2 separate regions of the Rattus norvegicus genome follow, and region 1 is linked to region 2. The links are chromatin contacts, called in public Hi-C maps. All regions are on one chromosome and are shown on one strand. Each heading gives the region's core, a stretch centred on a gene start, on an enhancer-like site or on the middle of the called end of the contact. The rest is flanking DNA. Distances are from core to core; before and after follow the strand shown. Region 1 holds the start of Cox11 (cytochrome c oxidase copper chaperone COX11). Region 2 has its middle 25 kb from the start of Hlf.

What was found. A called contact is a pair of places that touch in the nucleus more often than the background predicts.
Region 1: a Hi-C map of psoas muscle shows a contact between it and region 2, with 1.8 times the contacts expected there. The contact joins the promoter of Cox11 here to the enhancer-like site in region 2. A contact is called at or near these places in 3 of 12 Hi-C or Micro-C datasets (frontal cortex, mammary epithelial cells and psoas muscle).

What each region holds. Positions count from the first base shown.
Region 1 is chr10:75,953,244-75,958,718 of GRCr8, reverse strand. Cox11 (cytochrome c oxidase copper chaperone COX11) reads right to left here and starts at 2,894. Exons shown (of 4, transcript NM_001109575.1): 1 at 2,512-2,894; 2 at 477-632. The coding sequence starts at 2,874. Stxbp4 (syntaxin binding protein 4) reads left to right here and starts at 2,982. Exons shown (of 18, transcript NM_001415095.1): 1 at 2,982-3,031.
Region 2 is chr10:75,730,210-75,735,897 of GRCr8, reverse strand. No RefSeq gene overlaps it. Among named protein-coding and RNA genes, the nearest start is that of Hlf, 25 kb to the right of the region's middle. Within about 2 kb of position 2,092, at least 76 of the 93 cell types and tissues checked have an H3K27ac peak or open chromatin away from gene starts, as enhancers often do.

The DNA of each region.
Region 1 (5,475 bases), core at 1,645-4,144, 220 kb before region 2:
AATCACGATTATAAACACACGGCATTGTTACAAGTTATTAAAAGTTAAAATATACCCAGCACCATACACAGTAGAAACCTCTATATCTCTAATTCACATAGATCTTAATGCCACAGTTGAATATTTTAAGGAGATATTAATGTTAAACTGACCTTAAATCTAATTACAATAAATTTACAATCAGAATATAACTGACTGAATAAAACTTGGTTGAAACAAAGGTTAATGCAGGGAAAAATCAAGAAAAATAGCGAGTAAGGTAGGACCATGAGTTTTAGGGCAGGTTGGGCTACACATTGAGAGTCTGTCACAAAAATCTCTAAATTGTTACATTCAAAGGGAAGTAGACATTTCCAAAACACTAATAATTCAATAATTACATTTCATGAATTATATTCCACAATTATTGAGTGTAATTATTCATGGGGTGTCCTAGCATTTTGAAATGCACTTAGGCAGGTGTAATTGTCACTCACATAGATCTCTGTTTGCTGAGGTCTGAAGTTCCACTGGAGACTGGCGTGAACGTCAGCATTGAAGGTGACCTTAATGATCCGGTCCTTAACAGGCACCATGTTTTCAATCTGGTCTGAGGCATGCCCAGCCACTGCTGATCCTCCAAGTCCAGTAGTCTAGAACAAGACACTGGCAATGGTAAGCAGCAGGTTTTAGATCTTCACTGATTTACTCGATAAAAGCAAAATTTTAAACGACTGAATGTACTACTTGCAGCCAAACTGTATGCCACCCCAACCACTCCTGTAACTGCATCAATGGCTCTCTGAATTTGTTAAAACGATTCCTACGTTTTCAGCAGTGAGTCATTTTAAAAAGCAGATTTTGAAGACAAACTGTCTCTGAGAGGATAGCAACAATTTCCAAGTGTAACTTTCATTAAACACATTTCCCTTTACTGCTAGTATATTTTAAATTATTATCCACTTAAAAAAAAAGTTTATCCAAACCTAGTCATTTCAACATAAACAGAGAGATATCTAACTTTTCCATGTTCCTGTTTATACTTTACCGTGCCATGGGTTTTATAGTTCCAATCAGTTCATAACGTTATTTTTATATTGTGCTTTCCTAGGGCATCATAAATGTTTTCCTACATTGGAGGATTAATGTTTTGCTGCCTCTCAACCGTAATTCTCTGCATACACACAGCTTATTTATGGTTCAACACAAGTTGATGAGTACCTGACTTTCTCTTCTGGCTACTCAGCCAACCACCATAAAGTAGCAAGAGTAATTTGTGTCTGATGTTTCCTCATTGCCATTACTTCTTCATTGGATATGGAGGTGGCGCTACTTCCAGCCTTATTGCTGCCTGAGGTTACCAGATAATTTACCTGTCCTACACTAGAAAAACAAAGGGTCATATCTGAGGCTAAAGGAAGACCCTAAAAAACTACCATATTAATAGTTTACTATCTTTCTTTTGCTTCTTAAACATGTTACTTAGCTTTTTCAACTTCTCTCAACATTGTCAAATTACACTTTAATCCTAAAAGATAAATCATAGGGCAAGTGCTTGACCTTTTTTTTAAACAGGTAAGGATAGGATTCTGTGGAGAGTGAGTTTTAAGATGAACTATTTTTTTTTCATCAATTTAAATCGGCTGAATAAAAAGCAACTTAGGTTTGTCCTCCTCCAATAACAATTCCTTATAGGGTTGGGTATTTAGCTCAGCGGTAGAGCGCTTGCCTAGCAAGCACAAGGCCCTGGGTTCGGTCCCCAGCTCCGGAAAAAAAAAAGAAAAAAAAAACAAAACAAAACAAAATAATTCCTTACATATTCTAGGGACATATTAGTGAAGTTTCTCAAGTTTGGTGTTTAAAACTAGACAAAACAGGTAGAAAACAGAAAAATGATGTCCTGAGCTCAGGCCTGAGTCAGTCATAGTTTCCCTGGGTTACATTTTAATCTGCTCATAAAATGGGACCATTCTATGGCTTCTTATATGTCCCTCCTTTATTTCTTGCTCGGTGTAACAGTGTAATACAAGTAACAGGGCACTCTTTTGGACATACCAGCGTTTAACGTGGAACTTTTTAGGCATTCTTTTTCTTTTTTCTTTTTAACCCATCGCTAATCTAGCCTAGCCTGACGCTAACCTAACCTGACGGAAGCTTGTGAACATACACTCAGGAGTGTCGATTCCATTTCTGTCGGTCTCAGTACTGCTGTATTCCTGGCACCTTAGGTTGGACAGTTATTTGGGGTGTCCTGTGAACCTTCAGGTATGTGACAGCCTCTCTAACCTCTACTCACAAAGTGTCTGCAGTACCCCATCCCTGGGCTTCACAGAATGGCTGTACTGATTGCACTTTGAGGGGTGGCACCAGCTCCCTCATTACCGGAACCTGCTTCCCCATGCAGTTTTCTTTAGTGACCTTGGGTACGTCCTTCCCGGTCTGGAACCGAGGCGACCACGGGTGGGTAACCTCGGCCTCTGGGACAGAGTGATGGCTCAGGTGGGATCCGTGCCGCGCCTCGTCCCTCCCTACCTGGCAGTAGAGCCGATAGAGGGGCACCGCGGCGTACGAGGCCCCCAGCATGCCCACGGCGGCCGCGGCCACGTACGTGAGCACCGTCTTGTTCCGCCGCCGCCACTCGTCTTCCTGCGCCCGCTGGAAAGGGTTGCTGCTCTTCGGCCGCCGTGGCGGCTGCGCGACGGGACCCCGGGCCCCGCTCGGGCGCTTCCATGTCCCGAGGCGTCTCAGTCCCTGCTCCGCGCCTCCGACCCCATTCCATCCCGGCCTAAGAGCCCGCTCTGCGTTCACCACCGTCCGGCCCGACCACCGGGGCTGGCTCCAGCCCCGGCCACACAAAGTGATGAACCTCCATCCCGGACACCAGAGCCCTCCCATAACCCCCCGGAAAGAACGCCCGCCTGTCAGGGCCGCTAGGCGAGATCTCGCGACACTTCCGGAGTCTCGCGGTCTCCGGCTTGAGCTCCGCTGCTGCCTTGACTACCAGATTCCACAGGTAGCAGTCGCGCTACGGAGGCCGGGTGGCCCGAAGAGGGTAAGTTCGCGTTTTTTTGCTAGGCGACTGTGCCTCGCACTTTGTTTCCTGATGATGCTTCTTTAATTTACTTTGAGGAAAATGCATTTGGGCCTTCGGCGTGCAAACTCCTCACCGGAGAGTGTACTCTCATCTTCCCAAACTCCGCCAGTCTTTGTCTTGACCTAGCGGCCCCCAGCGGCAGCTCTGCCGCGGGGCTTCCACTTGGGGTTCACTAAACCCCCTCGCTTACTGCCTCTGACCGAGCTCGGGCAAACTTGCCTCTTTCAGGAACACTTTACTGTGAGAACCGCATTTCTCTCCAACACTCTCCACTTGTGCGTCTTCTCAGCCCCAAGGGCAGATGTCTTCTACTGCGCGGATAGCCTCCCTGCTCTTTACCCAGCAAAAACATCAAGTCAGAGAGCCGCCGCCGGAAAAATTAAGTTTGTTCAGAATAGAGGGGCCAGGACATCAGGGCCTTTAAATCTGAAGGAATAAGGATGTGCATCTTGCAGGCAGAGACTCCTGGGGAAATACGCTATATATAACTTTCTTCAGTTCTCCAATGCTCCACAAACAAGTGCCACTATTAAATAGCACTAAGAGCAGACTCGGAAGTTAAGCCTTAATGAATTTACTGAAATCTTGTCCCTGCATAAATTTTATTTTATCATGACTTCTCCATAACCTGATGGCTTTATTGTGTGAGTGGAAATCACAGTGGTTCATGACTATAATGTTATTGTCCCATTCCTTGAAGCATGGTAAGAATTTTATACAGTTAGATCGTTTCTTTTTCAAAAAAAAATTCTTTCGAATTAATTCTTTGAGGGTATTTTACTTTGTATTTGGGTCATATTCACCCCCCACTCCAGGCTCCTCCCAGATCTACCCTCCCCCCACCCCAGTGAGTCCAGTCTGAAGGCGAACTAACTCATGGATGTGTGCTGGTCTATGAGTGCAATCTATGTGATGGATCACACCGTTAAGGAAAACTGACTTTCCTCCTTCCAGAAGCTATAAGAAGCCAATAGCTCTCTTGTGCCTACCTTTCCACCTCCGTGAAGCAAGAGCTTTTTTTCTGATGGCCGGGGTAGGTCTAATTATCCCCACTCTGTGGATTAGAACCAAAGGCCTGAAGAGCAGTCAGTCAGCACCTACTCCTTAACTCTTACAGAACCATACATCTTTTTACTTTGCTGCAGACCATCCCAAATTAAGTCAGGTACAATCACTTTTGTTATCGATTGCGGTCTCTACTGAAGGACTCAGAAAGTAAATGTAAATAAAGAAATTTCAAGGAACAGTGTCTGCTATGGAAATAGCTGAGGGCATGAACTAGTTGAGAGTGACAATGGGGAGGGATCCGGACGTTCTGTCTCTGTCGGAGGTAAAATAAGGTCTTCCTGGAGGTGACATTTCAGCCCACTCTCGAACTGTGAAAAAAGAGCTACCCCGCGAGGCAGCAGTCTCACGTTGAGTGCAAGACCAGAGGTAGAAATAAGTTGGAGAGGATTAAAGAATAACCAAACCAAACAGCAACAAGAAACAGCTTGCGAACCTTGCATAATGAGCAGAGCTAACAGTGGAAGGAAACAGGGTCACAGCAGGCCCAGACACCCCATACTGCAGAGCCATTTAAGCCACGTCTAAGGGCAGCTTAGTGTTAGGAACACGGGAGAGATCTGGTCTGATTTGATTCGCACTGGAGGAAGAACATGATGTTAGTCACACGGTGGGAATGAACAGGGCAAGGGTGGAAGAAGTGAAGGGCATCTCTAGCTCCGTGTCAGTGGAGGTGACAGCATTGAGGAAGTAACTGCGTAGCGGCCACAGAGCCACTCAGTTGCAGTGCCAAGGGCTCTAGTCACCGTCTAGGACATCACTCTAGTACATTGTCTCAGAAGTTACAAAATTCAGACTACAATTTTTTCTTCCATCTTGTTAGGTCAGGATCACCCTTTCCCACTGCATGTACCTTGATTCATACACCAGATTGTCAAAATTTTGAGAATGAGATCTCTCATGTTTTAGTTTCCTGTCAGCGTAGCTTCGCATCACATGTGAGGGGCTGGAGAGGGGGCTCAGGTGTCTAGGGCATTTGCTGTTCTTGCAGAGGTCCCGGCTTCCCTTCCAGCACATACCTAGGGACTCAGAACTGTCTCTGACTTCCGTTCCTGGGAGCGTGATTCTAGCTTCTTCAGGCACTGCACATACATGGCACACACATGCACATACATGGCACACACATGTAGACAATATACTTGTAAACTTTTTTAAATCTTATGCTAATGTTAATGTGCTTAAAGCCAACCATTTATTTTCTTCAACTGTTTCCCCCTTCCAGTCATTTTTTTCTCCATTATTCAAAGCACCTATATAAATATATCAGTAATAAGGTTGCAATCATGACTGCTTTTATTTATTGATTGGAAGTGAATATCTGAGGAGCAGCCATTTTG
Region 2 (5,688 bases), core at 843-3,342:
AGGGACTTGGTCATGGATGTCTTTTGGGCTTCTTGTTTGTCTCTTTGTTTTGTCCCAGTCTTTTATTTTCCAGAAGCGTTTGTCCTTCTACATACAGTAGGCACTGACTGCTTGCTGTCTGGGTAGATAAAGAAACCACATCTCCACCGTGGTGTCTGCAGACTTCCTTTTATAGAATTCTGTCAAGTCAGCAACACCGATTTCTCATCTCTCTGGTGGTGTTTTCAGTAGCAGAGGAGTTCTGTTCTTATGCTACACTGGAGAAGCGTACAGCTCAGGGGCGACTGCGAACACGCTGGCTGCCAATGTGCAGGAGGACAGACGTTGTCCTTCAGTTCATCCCACCTTGCCTGGAATATCATAGTGGTGCGACGGACTCAGCATCCGTCTGCCCACCTCTCCTCTCTCTGGTCTGTTTTCTCTCCATCTCCCAAAGTTCAGGGGCCAGGACATTAATCCAAACGAATCACCACAATTCGTACTCATGCATCTTCCCGAGGGGTCAGGTGTGCACATTGACCTTAGCTTGATGCCTCTGGAAAGAAACATTTCCGGAAATATGCTATGACTGGAGCCACAGAAAGCTCTGGCCGATGGGTGGCAAGGACTCTAAATACTCTGCACTGTCTTGCTGGTAACTCAAACTAGCCAGGATGGCTGTGTTACTATGTGTTTTAGTTCTAAGCTTCCTCATCAGAGGTCTGGCTTGGTTTATTTTCTGTTCTTTGCAGCCAATCCCAGTCAGTATAGACAGAGTCACTACGTAACTAATAACGTCTTTACTAACAACTCGGCACAGTCATAGGGAGAGTGAAAGCTAATAGCAGATGTAAAACAGCTTTATTATGCAAATATCTATCTCTGGGAATCCCTGAGTAATACCCCTTTCCTGATAGGCCAAAGTAGGCCAGACTTGGGAGGCTCTTAAAGATGTTGAGACACCTGGGTGGTTTAACTCAGGAGCTCAAAACTCCCGGTGCAGATTATCAGAATGCGTCAGACATTCAGACCGGAGCTGAGTGGAGCTGGTAGTGCAGCAGATATTGTAAATGAGAAGGAAATGGTATACATAAAACCCCCAACTGCACACCCAATACAGGGTTAAATTGTCCTGGTTCTTTAAACGCTAAAACCAAAGTAGTCCTATAAGGTACAAAATTTAAGTTACTCCAGCTACGGTCAAGTTATTAAGCCTCTGTCCTCAGGCTCCCAAATCTTTTCTCTGCCTTTCTAGAATTAGTGAGTTTGTGGAGGGATGTTTAGGGGTTCGTGTGGGTGTAATCTTTCACACAAGTGCTAACATTTTATACACTGTTTACAGTTGTTGGGTTTTTTTTAAGACGCATAATGAAAAAACGGTCACATAATGGAGTGGGGAGTGGTGGTCTCTATCTGAGCACTCTGGAAGTTGAGGCAGGAGAATTGCGGCTATTTTGAGGCCAGTCTGTGTTGTGCTACTGTGTAGAACTGCTGCCCGCCTACTCCCTAAAAGGGATTAAAGGCACATAAATGTATCTTGAGGATTTTCTGCCTGCATGTCTACAGAGCTATTTCACAGTTACTGCTCTTTCCAAGTGTGGTCCAACCATCTTCCTCGTTTCCATGAACTGAGCCTGGGCATTTAGGTTATTTCACCCCCTTGCCTTGGCAGCAACGTTACGATCCTTCTTCTAGGCGGGGAGGACGGGAAGGGGGGGGGGGTGCCTCAATTCCCAGGATAAATTCCGAGTTACAGATTCCCAAGGGCCATTGAAACTCCTAAAAGTCCTTGAAGTCTGGAGAGCTGAATCTGACGCTCCAAACTTCAGGTCCACGTTGACCACAGCAGCACCCGCGCACCCCGCGATTTGCTCCCGCTCCGCCTGCAGTGCTGCTCCAGGGCTGTGCAGCCCTGTCCCGGACGCCCGGGCACGTGCGATTCCACGTGAGCCTCCCGCCCGGAGCGCAGGAGCCCTGTACGCATGCGCCTCCTGCCACTGAAAGTAGGTCAGGCTCCTCCTCTCACGTGACCCGCTCCCCTTAGCTACCCTCCGCGCCTCCCCGCCTGGGCGCAGCCGAGATGCGCTAGGCACTCAACGTGATGGGGCCGGGAGCGGGCGGGCGCGGGCAGGGGCGGGCCAGCCGCGCGAGGATTTGTAGGTTATCCTCCCTTCAGAGCTCTTGGTCGTGAGTCGGGCGGGCAGAAGCGAACGCCGTGCGACATGGATAGGAGCTGAGCTGAAATTGGAATGGGGAAGGAAAGTGGCCTTTAGGAGCTCATGTCACAGGCAGGCTGACTCCATCTACAAGACCCTCTGCGAGGAAAGAGGGGAGCTGGGTCACTTGGAAGTGAAAACAATTCCAAGGACCCTTCTCAATCCTTTGTCCTAGACGTTCCAGTAAACAAAGTTTTTCAAAGGAAGTTAATGGTTCCTGGAGTTTTGCAGGAATTTCGCCCAGTCCCCCTTCCTAATCTTCCACCCACTAACCCCAGAAAACACCCCTTCCAAACCACAGCTCCCCCTTTCTATAGGAGGTCACAGAGAAGGAGGACGATGGGCAGAAGGGGTTGTAACAGGGGTGGGCATGTGTTGTGAACCCAGCTCTTCGACAGCTGAAGCCAAACTTGTACGCATTCGAAATAATTGCTTCCTGTGCCCTCTCTCTGATTCTCTTAATTATTATTTTTACTTATTCACTTTACATCCCGCTCATCGCCCTCCTCCTAGTCACCCCTCCCTCCAACCCTCCCCGCCCCCTCTCTGATTTTGAACTTGTTGCACTGTACCTCTGTCTGAACGAATGCAATCCAGAAGGGAGACTGACAGGCCAAATCAATGGGTTACCATGCAGCAGGTCTTGACTGAGGTGTGCCCAGGAGTTACGTAAGTCGGGGAAGAGGGGCATCCAAGTGCAGGGGTGGGTACCCTGAGTTTTGAAGGCTAAGTGGGAGTGAGCTGGCAGAGACGCTAGGCAGAGGGGGTGGGAAAGTGTTCCAAACAAAGAGAAGTACTAATGGTTGCATAATATTTCCCTGGGGAGTTTTTACCAGTCGTAGCCATGTGCACGGCTAAGATGTATATTCTTTATGTGATTCTAAGCTGACTGGGAAAGAAGGCCCGTTGTTTCTCTCCTTGGTTTGAGGAAACTCTTGGGAGTCAGATGGCTATGAAAAATACAGGGTTGGGGATTTAGCTCAGTGGTAGAGCGCTTGCCTAGCAAGCTCAAGACCCTGGGTTCGGTCCTCAGCTCAAAAAAAAAAAAAAAATACAAATACCTTGTGACCTTTTCAGTACTGAGGATGGGACCTGGAGTTTATACATACTAAACAAGGAGTATATCATTACCCCACCTCCTCAGCCCTAATTTTAAATCTTTTGATAGATACTGTCAAATATTTTCTTAAGTAGTCCCAAGAGAGCAAACATTGAGTATTATTACTGCTAACTATTACACATTAGCATTAAATTATTATAAGACATAAGATAGCATTCAAGTGGTAAGTCTCCAGCTATCTATTTAAAATTCATGAGGGCTAGTGAGATTTATTTATAAGAATGTCATAAATCGAGTCTTCGACCAGCAGCCTTCAGATGAATTCGTAGAACTCTCAGCTCCTGTACCATGCCTGCCTGGATGCTTCCTTGTTCCCGCCCTGATTGTGCTGGACTGAACCTCTGAACCTGTGAGCCAGCCCACTTAAATGTTGTCCTTTATAAGAAAAAAACAAACAAACAAAAATATCATGAATCACATTGTATGCATTTCTGAGTTCTGTGAGACACCACAAGTCTAATCAGACTTAAGTTTGGAAAATGTCTGATCAGTTCATCTAATCCATCCTGGGAATCACAGCTGGGGGGTGGGGTGGGGCTGGAAAGGGCGGTGCAGGTAGAATGAACTCCTTGCTGTGAATCTAGAGTAACAGGCATGACAGATGCCCCCCAAGCCAGAACAAGTGACAAGATGGGCTAGTGTTCTATTGCTGTGACAGAGTTTTGAAGAGAATCGACTTAAAAGGAAAAATTTCTATTTGCAGTTTGCCATCTCAGTAGTTTCAGGTGCCCTTGTTGATAGATGCAGATGTCCCTTGGACCTGCTGGCATGTGGCAAGATAGTACCTCAAGGCTAGGGGTGTCTGAGGGGAACACTGCCCACCTCACACAGTTGGTTAGGGTTAGGACTTAACTTTGGAAAGCAAAGGGAAGAATACGTTTTCCCAGAGCCCTTCAAGGACACACACCTGAGGCCAGACTGCTTTCCAGTACTTGCTAACCGTACCTCAGGTTATCAGTCAAGCCTTCAGCACAGAATCACTCTGAGGACACCCCAGTCTTGTTCTAACTCTTCACTGTAAATGTTAGGGATGCTACAGCAGATACAAGGACATCTGGGCCATTTGGTCAGAGATTCGACTGTCATGTACAGGAAGAAGGCCGCGCACGCATCTGGTGATCTCCAAATCCAGGCATGCTTTCCGTGCTAATCTACATTGGTACCTGTACAAAGTGATAATAAATGACATCTGTAGAACATTTTGAGCACACACCTTTAATCCCAGTAGAGGACGAAGAGGAGGCAGATCTTGGTGAGTTCAAGGCTAGCCTGGTCTACAGAGTGACTTCCAGGATAGCCAGTGCTACACAAAGAGACCTTTGTGACAGAAGAAGGCAATGCCACTGGAAGAAGCCAGCATCATCTCACACCATTAAGGAAAACGGGAGCAGCTTCAGGCTTTAGCGCACATTGTGGTTATTTTCCTAATATCAATTCTACATCTTGTATATCCATCCATCGTGTGCTTTCTGAGGGGATGGGGGAATCTACTCAGATGCAAGGGTTGCCTTAGACTGAGTCACTGTCAGGGTAGTGCCCACTGCTCGCTCACTCTTTCTTTCTTTCTTTCTTTCTTTCTTTCTTTCTTTCTCTCTTTATTTCTAGATTTTTTCTTTTATTGCTTTTATTTTTTTAATTGTCAAAAAATAAAACTGACCCTTGACATAAAATTCATGTTATATAAAATTTAAGTTTTACAGCGCGTGGGGGCTGGGGATTTAGCTCAGTGGTAGAAGCGCTTACCTAGGAAGCGCAAGGCCCTGGGTTCGATCCCCAGCTCCGGAAAAAAAAAAAAGATATTTAAAAAAAAATAAAAAAAAAAGTTTTACAGCACGTTACTTTTGCGTAGGCTTCTAAGAGAGCTCTCTGGTGATTACTTACCTCACTTACCTAAACCTTCATGTTCATCAATTACCAGCTCCTCATTTCCCTCCTCCAACTCCAAGCAACAGTGTCAGATTCTATACAGTCATAGATGCTCTGTAGATGTGGAGCGGGCAGTATGTGTCTTCCTGGGAGTAACTTATTTCATTGAGTATAATGTTATCAAGGTTCGTCTGCATCATGGAAGGATTTCCTTCTTGTTAAACGTTACTGAGTTGCTCTACCAGATGTTCCGACCACATCTTTCCTATTCCTTCACCTGTCGGTGGACCATTAAGCTGTTTCCACGACTCTCATCTTTCTTCACACATCATCGCTCCTCAGAGGAGGATTTGGAAGGAGTGCAGCAACCGTTCTTAGAAAAGGCCGTGGCGCATGGTGGTTTTCAGTGAATAGTGAGGGCCGCTACTGCTGCTGCTGCTGCTGCTGCTGCTGCTTCATTTACGATGGCTGCCTCAGGCAGCAGTGCTCGGGGACTTCCTTTAGTGC